Regions from separate parts of the Mus musculus genome. Here region 2 is linked to region 1. The links are chromatin contacts, called in public HiCAR-type maps. All regions are on one chromosome and are shown on one strand. Each heading gives the region's core, a stretch centred on a gene start, on an enhancer-like site or on the middle of the called end of the contact. The rest is flanking DNA. Distances are from core to core; before and after follow the strand shown. Region 1 overlaps Mme (membrane metallo endopeptidase). Region 2 has its middle 71 kb from the start of Strit1.

Region 1 (4,714 bases), core at 1,029-3,528:
AATGTTACATGCTGTGACGGTGCTTATCTTTAACCTCAGTGTGGGGCAGTGAGTTGTGATAGGCAGCCTGGTCCCCAGTTCATCTCAGTCTTAGAACCCTGGAGACCCTGTAGGTGACTGTCCCTGAAAAGGACAGTCTCTGGGGTTGTAAGCTTGAGTATGACCGGGGGACCAGGCTGCCTATCACAGCTCACTGCCCCACACCTTAGTACTCAGGAGATATAGGAAAGAAGATCTAATAATTTTGAGGCCTGCCTGGCCCACATAGCAAGACGTAGGACAGTCATGACTATATACAGAAACCCTGTTTCAAAAAATAAAACAAACAAACAAACAAAAAAAAACAAACAAAAAGGATGCTATAAGTTCAGAAGCAATAAGGGAAAGGCTGGGGTCTGGTAATCTGAAAGCATTGCATACAGCTAGTTTTTTGGACTGAGGGGAAGTTTGGGTGACTATGAAGGAATTATGGAGAGCTACTGGAAGCTATGGGAACTTTGGACTTTTTCAAAAGTTTTTATTTCCTGATCTAAGCAACAGGAAACACAGGGAAGGTTTCTAATCAGAAAGAACATGACTCAGGCTGTATCCTTGAGACCTTGGGGGATAGCAGTATGAAGATGAAGTGGAAACACGGGAAAATTGGAAGTAAAAGTGTTTTTAAAATTAAATCACCAGGGACAATGTGATAAGGAAGCAAAGTGGAGACAATTAAACTGAAGCGTTTATACATTCCTATATAATATTTAACTAGCAGCGGATGAATGTAGTCCTTTGCTTTAGATCGAGATTTTTGTTAGCACTATGGATAAACCAGAACAGGCCAGAATAATCAAGATGAGGCCCTGGTTTCTGTCAGGGCGGGAACAAATTTGAAGCTTCTAGAAAATGGACAGATACAAGGAACAAGATTAATTTTTGTTTAAGAGGAAAATGTTGCTCTTGTGTGGTTAATGATATAGCTAAGCAGAAATGCTTGTAATCAGCTAGATATTAAGTGTGAAGCTCAGCAGATGGACTTGGGCCAGATTAAAATAGTCATATGTAATAAGGATGGTAGACTTCAAGAAGTACATGCACGTGCACACTGGGAGCACGTGGAATGGGAAAAGAAAGGATATTGGAGTTACTAGTTCGTTAATTGAATTTATTTACACTGGTTGGTAACTTGAAATTTTTATGCATCAGCATTTCTGTAAAGCACCCTGTAACATAAGTGAATAATAGTTTATAGTCTGAACCCTACCATTTCAATATGGGTGTGAATTTAGATCCCTCCTGCTAGTGTTTGGGAATAAGGATCTGAGTATGAAATGTGACTTCAGGGTACATGAATGAAGTGGACACTATACATTTGTCTTTCTGACATTGTCTGTCAGTGAGGACCTGAACCTGGGGACAAATGAAACAAGGACAGAGACAACAACGGTCACTCTTCTCCTATTAAACTAGTGCCATGTAAGTGAGAAGCTTTCATGGGGAGAAACTGTAATGAAATACCGGCAACTTTTTTTTATTACAATACACCTCTTACGATTCAGTCCTGACAATTTAATGGCATTATAGCCAGAGTGCTTATGGTGAATTTAAAACACAAAAATAAATTTCACAAAATTAAAGGCATCACTTTGGGAAAGATCTTCATCACCCTGCCTCTCTCTCTTTTCTTTTCTTTTCTTTTCTTTTCTTTTCTTTTCTTTTCTTTTCTTTTCTTTTCTTTTCTTTTCTCTCTCTCTCTCTCTCTCTCTCTCTCTCTTTTTCTCTTTTTCTCTCTTTCTTCTCTTCCCTTCCCTTCCTTTCTTTCTTAAAATAAATACAGAAAAAGAATGCTACAAAAAGAGACAAACTCAGAGGATTGTATTGGAGAGCAGTGCTTAGGAAGAACCCTAGTATCTGGGCTCCAGTCTCAGAGCAAATACCTCAAGATCTAGGAGCACTGAGCTGGGCATCAGTATATATATATATATATATATATATATATATATATATATATATATATATATATATATATATTATTGCCCACATAATTCCAGCAATTATCATCTACCTACCCTCTTGCTTGTCTCTTATTTTTCCAGTACTCACTGACAACTGGATGAGTCATTTACAGAAATGAATGAAGCATGCTGTTAGTCAATATTCAAACCAAGCTGGAATGTTTAGTTTTCCATTGCTTAGTAATTCAACAATTAATTTTAATTGTAAATGCACTTGGTGTTAGGTGCTGAAAATGACTCGAGTCCTACAGGGCTCAGGCCTTGGAAGAAGATCAAACTAAGCAGCTCTGTGGGTTTGAGTGCTCAGCACACTTGGTCATCAGTCTCCAGGTATTATCAATTGAGTTGAAGAGCAAAGGTCAACGCTAATAGAGTGAAGTGCTGATGAGACTTGTGTGCAGAGGTCAGTGGTATCCATAGGCTGTTGCTCAAGATCATTCCTGGAATCTCCTGGGTAGCTTCTCCAGGGTGTCACATGAAACAACCCACAGGATGCTTGACTAATACAAAAAGTAGGGACTAATAGCAGAAGAATATTCTGCAGACAGAGTAAGGCCAAAGCACAGGTTGAAGAGCTTAGTGGAGAAAGGCATTCACTGGAAGTTCCTGGCCATATTAATACTGTAAATTTCAATGTTCTCAGTACATCCTAAGGGAGGGGGCCTTTGCTGTGGTCGAGGAACCTGAACCAGCAGTGTGAAGGATTTGCTACAGATTGAACAATTAAAAAGCATACTATACGTACTCATCTTTGTCCACTTTTTCTCGGAGCTTCTTTAGCTGCTTGCTTTGGCTGAATTTCAAATTTTGAATTATGTTCTCAAAGTATTCATCTTCCCTGTAGTTCAACTACATTGGGTAAAAATGATTTGAGGAGAAATATTAGTTCCATCACCTTCATAATTTCTCTACAAAACAAGTTAATCCTGTTAAGAAGCAGCATTAAAATTTTCAGAGGATGCTTGTTTTATTAGCCTTGTTACACATTATAGTCCAGTCCTCTTCCTAGCTAAATCACAGTTTCAGTGTATGTTATAACCAATCAAATGAAGCCAAAGGTCAGGCCAACCTCACAATATTGATGTCGTTCTCCATATCATAAATGTGTATAACCGTACCCTCTTTATTCAGCACCCAGTGTTTGTAGTATTTAAATATATATTCTACTCATTTGATCTTCCTGACAATCTTGTAACCTAAAATCTGAGACCAGAATTTTAAAGTAAGTATGCGAATTAGAGACGCTGCTTCTGGTCATTTGCTAAAATTTAAAGAGTACTAGGGCTGGAATGTGGGTTCCGGACAGCTGTGAGTATGCTTCTGCTCTCAGGCAGTCCACTCTTGTAGAAAAAATCAAAAACAAAAACAAAAAAACAAGAATGCTTCTTTCTTCTGTAAATGGAAAAGGATGAATAAACACTTTTGGCACGTACACCTCCACATTCCACTAGTTCTTGGTGGATGAGCGTCATCATTGTCACGTCAAACCTAGGGGCATGTCACCTGTTGTGACTAGAGTGTCCATCATGTCATGGTGTTGGTCACAGGATAACAATGAGCATCTCAGCCAAGTCCAGTTGCAGGTATCAGTTGACTTTGACCAATGTCACCTCTTTTAACAATGACACTATCAGCGAGAATAAAAACTGTTTTGGTTCTCAATTATATTTGGATTTTAATAGAAAAAGCATAATGTGTGATACCCACAGAGAAAACAATTAGAAAGTAGAAGGCTTCTTGACTTTTGTAGCCTGTGTAAGCCATTGTAAAGGACTCTGGGCAGTCAGTCACTCATCACTTAGAGGGCTACTCCTGACACTCTAAAGTAGTGGTTCTCAACCTTCCTAATACTGAGACCCCTTAAAACAGGTTCTCATGTTCTGGTGACCCCAACCATAAAATCTTTGCATTGCTACTTCATAGCTATCATTTTGCTACTATTATGTATGATAATGTAAATACTTTTGGAGCAGAAGTTTGGTCAAAGGAGTGGTGACTCACAGGTTGAGAATCACTGCTCTAAAGGATTAAATGTTTTTGTCACCAATATTAAAATGAAATATTGACACCGAAGAGAACCTCGTACAATGACAAGAAAGGTTAAATTAGGCATAGCTTGGGTATCAGTGTTGAAGGTATTAGGCATTAGTGGGAGCTATGGTTTTAGGGTATTTTATACAGTGTCTGTCTGTCCTTTCCAGGCTGTGGTGACCTTGCCACCAGTTCCAAATATCACGGTGGAGACTTACCTCAAGATACTCATTATTCAGTTTGTTCTCATTGGAAATGATGTCATCAGGATAGCCAATCCTTTCTTTAATTGCCAAGGCCTGCAAAAATTACAACATTGAATACAGAGATACAATTATCTCCATAACCGCAGTCTTCAAATGCAAACATCATATGTCCCCAACCAGCAATTAAATAGCCTGATGTGCTATTTACAAATGGAGCACCTGACAGCCTCAACCAGTGTTCTCTGCAATGGCTCTTTGCTTTAGCTAAAACAAAAATAAACAATAAAAGTAGGCTTGAAATTTATCTCCTAACCCTGTCCATCCTTCCAGGCTGCAGCTTTCCCATTTGCTCCATTGCTCCATGTGTAATATTATTTCATGATTTTTTTTTCTCTCCAGACTTTTCAATTTTATAAAACGGGTAACATTTAGTGCTCCCAATCTTGGAGGATATAATTATCTTTCCACTTCACTGATTCA
Region 2 (4,714 bases), core at 1,624-4,123, 200 kb before region 1:
CAATAATTGCTGCTCTTCGGGAAACAGTGAAAATGTAGGGAATCAGACTCTGAGTCACAAGAAGGGGACCTGGGGCTTCCATTAATCACTCCCAGCCAGAAACCAGTCAAGATTGCAGGTAATTCTTAGACACCCAGCCCTGTACTACATAGGGATCAGAACTAACCAGACCATCACTGCATTGACTGAGAGAACTCATTGTGACTGCGGGAAGCCCAAATTAATGTGAGAAGACCTATTAGGGGTGAAAACTTGTCAAATATCTAAAATCTTTAACCTAGGCACTTCCCCTTATTCTGATGCCTGCTACTCTGCCTTGTGGGTCAATCCTTCTGGATAACAGAAATATTACCACTCCTCTGAGACAACCTGGTGGGTATGTGCCAATGGTTTGACTAAATATGCCTCTCCTGATGCTTTCTAAACTCAATAGACAATTTAATCAGGACCTAGGGGTATTAAAGCAGCAGTTAGATTCCCTTAGAGAAAAGATCCTACAAAGTTGGAGAGAGGTTGTACTGGCTGGTTTGGTGTATCACCTTAACACAAGCTGGAGTAATCACAGAGAAAGGAGCCTCCCTTGAGGAAATGCCTCCATGAGACTCAGCTGTAAGGCATTTTCTCTATTAGTGATCAAGGGTTGGAGGACCCATTGTGGGTGGTACCATCTCTCAGCTGGCAATCCTGGGTTTTATAAGAAAGCAAGCTGAACAAGCCAGGGGAAGCAAGCCAGTAAGCAGCACCCTCCATGCCCTCTGCATCAGCTCCTGCCTCCAAGTTCCTGCCTGTGAGAGTTCTGGTCCTGACTTCCTTTGGTGATGAACAATAACGTGGAAGTGTAAGCTGATTAAACCCTTTCTTCCCCAACTTGTTTCTTGGTCATGGTGTTTAGTCCAGGAATAGAAACCCTGACTAAGACAGCAGCTTAGACTTATTTCTCTCCAGTTAAAGGAAACTATATCTGGCTTTGAGAAAACATATTGGTTTTCTTGTTTCTAATTGATTCAGAGTAATTAGAAAAATCTTGCCAGGGTTGGGGAAAAAAAAAAAAAAAACCAAACCCTCAAAAACAGAAAGAGAAAAAGATCACTGATAACAATTTCTGTTCTATCCTGGGCAACTACTCAGCTCTCAGCACTGACTGGACCTGTAATTCTCATTCTCATTGCGTTAACTGTAGGACCCTATATATTAAACTATATGGTTAATTATGTATTAGATCAGTAAAATTTTAGAGCAGGATGAGTCCGGGATTTGACTCATTCACTAAGACCTGTGAGAAATGTAACAGGGCACCAGACTTTAGCTGGTCCTGCTATGTTAGCACAAGTGAATCCATTGTGGATGTAAAACTCAGCACCGCCTGCCAAAGCTAAAATAAAGGGCCAATTCTTTAAAGCCCATGGTCACGGGGAAGCCTCTAAATGTACTAACCTTGCTTTTTGGCATCTGTAGTTCTGCTAACTGCTTTTGGTAATGGAAGAATATCAACCCAATGCATGGCTTTTGCACTTCAAAAGCTCACCCCGAGAAAGGCTTGGGGCAACACTGGGATCCTGAGCACACAATTGCCAGTTGGCTATTAAAGAAGTTCTGTTGGCTCAAACCTATGGCCCAGCACCCTTCTCTTGTGAGTACCCCAGGCACATGTATATTTGTTGTTTCAGCGTGTTGCAGCCTAATAATCAAGTATATAGCACCACGGCCAAGAAGACAAAGTGTGTCCTCAGCGTCAAACGAGTTCATCTCCAAGTTCTCTTCTTCATTTCAGATGTTTTTGTCACCCTTACAGGAACGTCTTGGTTTATAGGTATCGATATGCCATCTAGTGGCATATCTTGGAAATGCAAGTCTTTCCTTCTGTCGTTCCTTTTTTTTTTTTTTTTTTCTTTCCCCGGTTCCTTTTCCTTTTCCCCTCTCTCCCCTCCCCTCTTCTGCCCTTCCTCCCCTCTCCATTTTTATTTTGGATATAAATTTCTTCAGTTCTGGAACTTGCTATGTAGACCAGAGTGGCAGTGAACTCACGTAGATCTTGTTTCCGCCTCCAAAGTGCTGAGATTAAAGACTTGCTCTGCTGTGCCTGGCTTTTATTTTGAGCAGTTTCTTCGGACTCCTTGAAGAGTAGCAGACAGAAAAACATCATAATTAGATTTCCTTAAGTAAAACATTAATTTTTAAGTCAGGGGGTTTACATTTTTTATTATATTATTATTGTTTGTGTGAATGTGTGTGAATAGGTGTATGTGAATAGTATGTGTGTGTGTGCATGCATATGTGCATTTTGCGTGTGTGCTATGGAGTTTCTGGGGAGCTCAGAAGGCAATTTTGTGGAGTTGGTTTCTTCCCCCTTTCTTTTCACCTGTACATGGGTTCTGGTGGTCAAACTCAGGTTGTCAGGTTTGCTGGGCTTCGTGCTTCTGCTGGCCCTGGTTTTCTGGGTTTCTTGCATTTCATGTACCCCTTCGTTTGGTTACTCTGTGCACAGGAAGTCGCCTCCTCCAAGGAATCACTGAGCAACCATCGTGAGATGAAGTAGGATTCGTGAGTTTAAGGCTATATTACTGAGGTGTTTGAGAATCATTCTAGAAGGTTTTGAGTGAAATGAATTGCTGGTGGTGTGAGTTTTGGAGAAAAGAGAAACATGCAGAGGCAGGCACACCTAGCAGGGTCATGTCTCTTCCTCCCTGTGTCCCTGAGGTGCAGCGAGTGGTCTCTGCAGATAATATGGTCAGTTGTTGAGGACTGTGAATGAAACCCCCAAACAAAATGGCCCCTTCCTTCCTCGAGTTTTCTGTGCGGTATGGTTTGGAGAGACCTCACGATGGCAGCTCTGCCATTCAAGACAAGTTGATAGTGCATTCACCTATAATCCATACCCACAGGAAACGGATATAAACCTGCGTAGTCAGAAGGCAGAAGCATAGCACTTTTCTGAAGCTGACTCCAAAACAGCAAACACCGCGTACAGTCTTAGCGACAAGGTGCAGTTATTCTTAGTCGTGAAATTTTGATATGCTATTCCCTTTGTGTTGGTCAGCTACAAATATGCAAGACAAGTCATCTTCTGAGGAAGAAAGGTTTATTATGGTTCATACTTGGGAAGGTTTCTAAGCATAGTTGCCTGACCTATTTGGGGTTACTGTGGGAGGCAGCTAATGATTCTGAGAGCTTGGCAGGAAGAGGCTCAGGTCACAGGGTTCCCTTTAAAGAAACAGCTTCACTTTCTTTCAATAGGCACCACATTTGAGTCTAACCACTTTCCAATACTGCCAACAACTTCAGATCAAACAGAGGCTTTGGGGACACATCCCAGCCAAAACACCTAGACTTCCAATTCCCTCTTTCTTTTCAATTTTCAATGTCTGCCACATTTTTGTTGTTGTTGAATGATGCCAAGAACTGATCACTGATATGACTGTGAAAGGGACACAAAAGGGGAAAGAAAACTCTGCCAAGAAACTTCTCTGCCCTGGTGCTTGCTAAAATAGAAGCAAGAGGTGCAACTTTTGTCTCAATGGAGGTATCTGTTAACTGGTTGCCATTTTCAACAAGAGTTCTGGTTGCTATTGATGTGGTCTCGGCACTTCATCTGGGATTAATGAGCACTGCGTCACATTTAAAATCTAGGGGCAGAGGTTTGTTCTGACGGAGACTAAGCAGCACACAGGCAGGGAACTGATGGAATGCTGCAGCCCCATGCTAGTTTGGGTTACTGTTGGCTTGTTGTTATAACTGATCACACCAATGCTGTCACAGAGGGCTCAGTGTCAGGGCTATGCTACTAGTGAAAAGAGTATGTTGAATGCATAATGAACGTTAGGTGGTCTTTCCCGATGAGACTTGCAATAGTATTGATATGTGTGCAGGCTATACCCCTTGTGTGAGCAAGGTAAGAGATCCTGCAAAGCCTGTAATTCATGTCCTTAGGAAAGTAGCAGTCCCTAAGCTCAGTACCTAAATGGTCTCAAGTCCCATTTGATTGATGCTTGGTAATATTGCTACTAAGGCTGACCTATCTTGTTTCTGAAATGCCACTGTGTCTTCCTGAAGAGAACTTTGAGAAAATCTAAAAGATCCGAGGAACTTCTCTGAATTTATGTACAGTAGGGAGCAGTACTTTGTCATGGTAGCTGTTACATAGTGTATCCCCTCTGCACTGGAACGGTTTTTGATGGAGACAAGGGTTGAGGGGCAAACCCAGCACCTGATTCTGGAAGCCTCCATCTGCCCCTGCCAGGATTCTTCCTATGTGTCTGCTCTTCAAAATATCTGTTACTGAATGTGTGGTACCATTTGCCAGAGTCTGTTGGTCTCGATGTGTCTACAATGGTGTCTGTTTGTGAGTCAGAGGCCCCTGAAGTGATCCACAGCCTCTAGTGGTGCTGGGTTTAGAAGCAGGTTCAGAGGAGGCTATGGTAGGAATCTATGGCAGACAAGTGAGTAGGGTTGGGAAAGAGAGTGGAATCCATTTTCATTTTATACTTAGACACTCCATGATTGGCTGATCATTTAGGATATGTGTAAGAGAGCTTCTGAAATGTGTGTGTGTGTGTGTGTGTGTGTGTGTGTGTGTGTGTGTGTGTGTATGTGTGAAAGAGAAAGAGAAAGAGAAAGAGAAAGAGAAAGAGAAAGAGAGGTACAGAGAGAGGTACAGAGAGAAAGGTGCATACCAGGCTAGAGCAAGTTTGGAGGAAATAAACAAACGTTGTTTATA

What was found. HiCAR-type assays count read pairs that join an accessible place to other places.
Region 2: a HiCAR-type map of kidney shows a contact between it and region 1, with 4 times the contacts expected there. The contact joins two enhancer-like sites. A contact is called at or near these places in 1 of 484 Hi-C or Micro-C datasets (the AML12 cell line) and 1 of 115 datasets of contacts at active chromatin or transcription factors (kidney).

Annotation. Positions count from the first base shown.
Region 1 is chr3:63,346,750-63,351,463 of GRCm38.p6, reverse strand. Mme (membrane metallo endopeptidase) reads right to left here. Exons shown (of 23, transcript NM_001357335.1): 15 at 4,247-4,327; 16 at 2,743-2,846. Among named protein-coding and RNA genes, the nearest start is that of Mme, 54 kb to the right of the region's middle. Within about 2 kb of position 2,278, at least 11 of the 459 cell types and tissues checked have an H3K27ac peak or open chromatin away from gene starts, as enhancers often do. A contact at or near this core is called in kidney, where this site is marked.
Region 2 is chr3:63,552,075-63,556,788 of GRCm38.p6, reverse strand. No RefSeq gene overlaps it. Among named protein-coding and RNA genes, the nearest start is that of Strit1, 71 kb to the right of the region's middle. Within about 2 kb of position 2,873, at least 7 of the 459 cell types and tissues checked have an H3K27ac peak or open chromatin away from gene starts, as enhancers often do. A contact at or near this core is called in kidney, where this site is marked.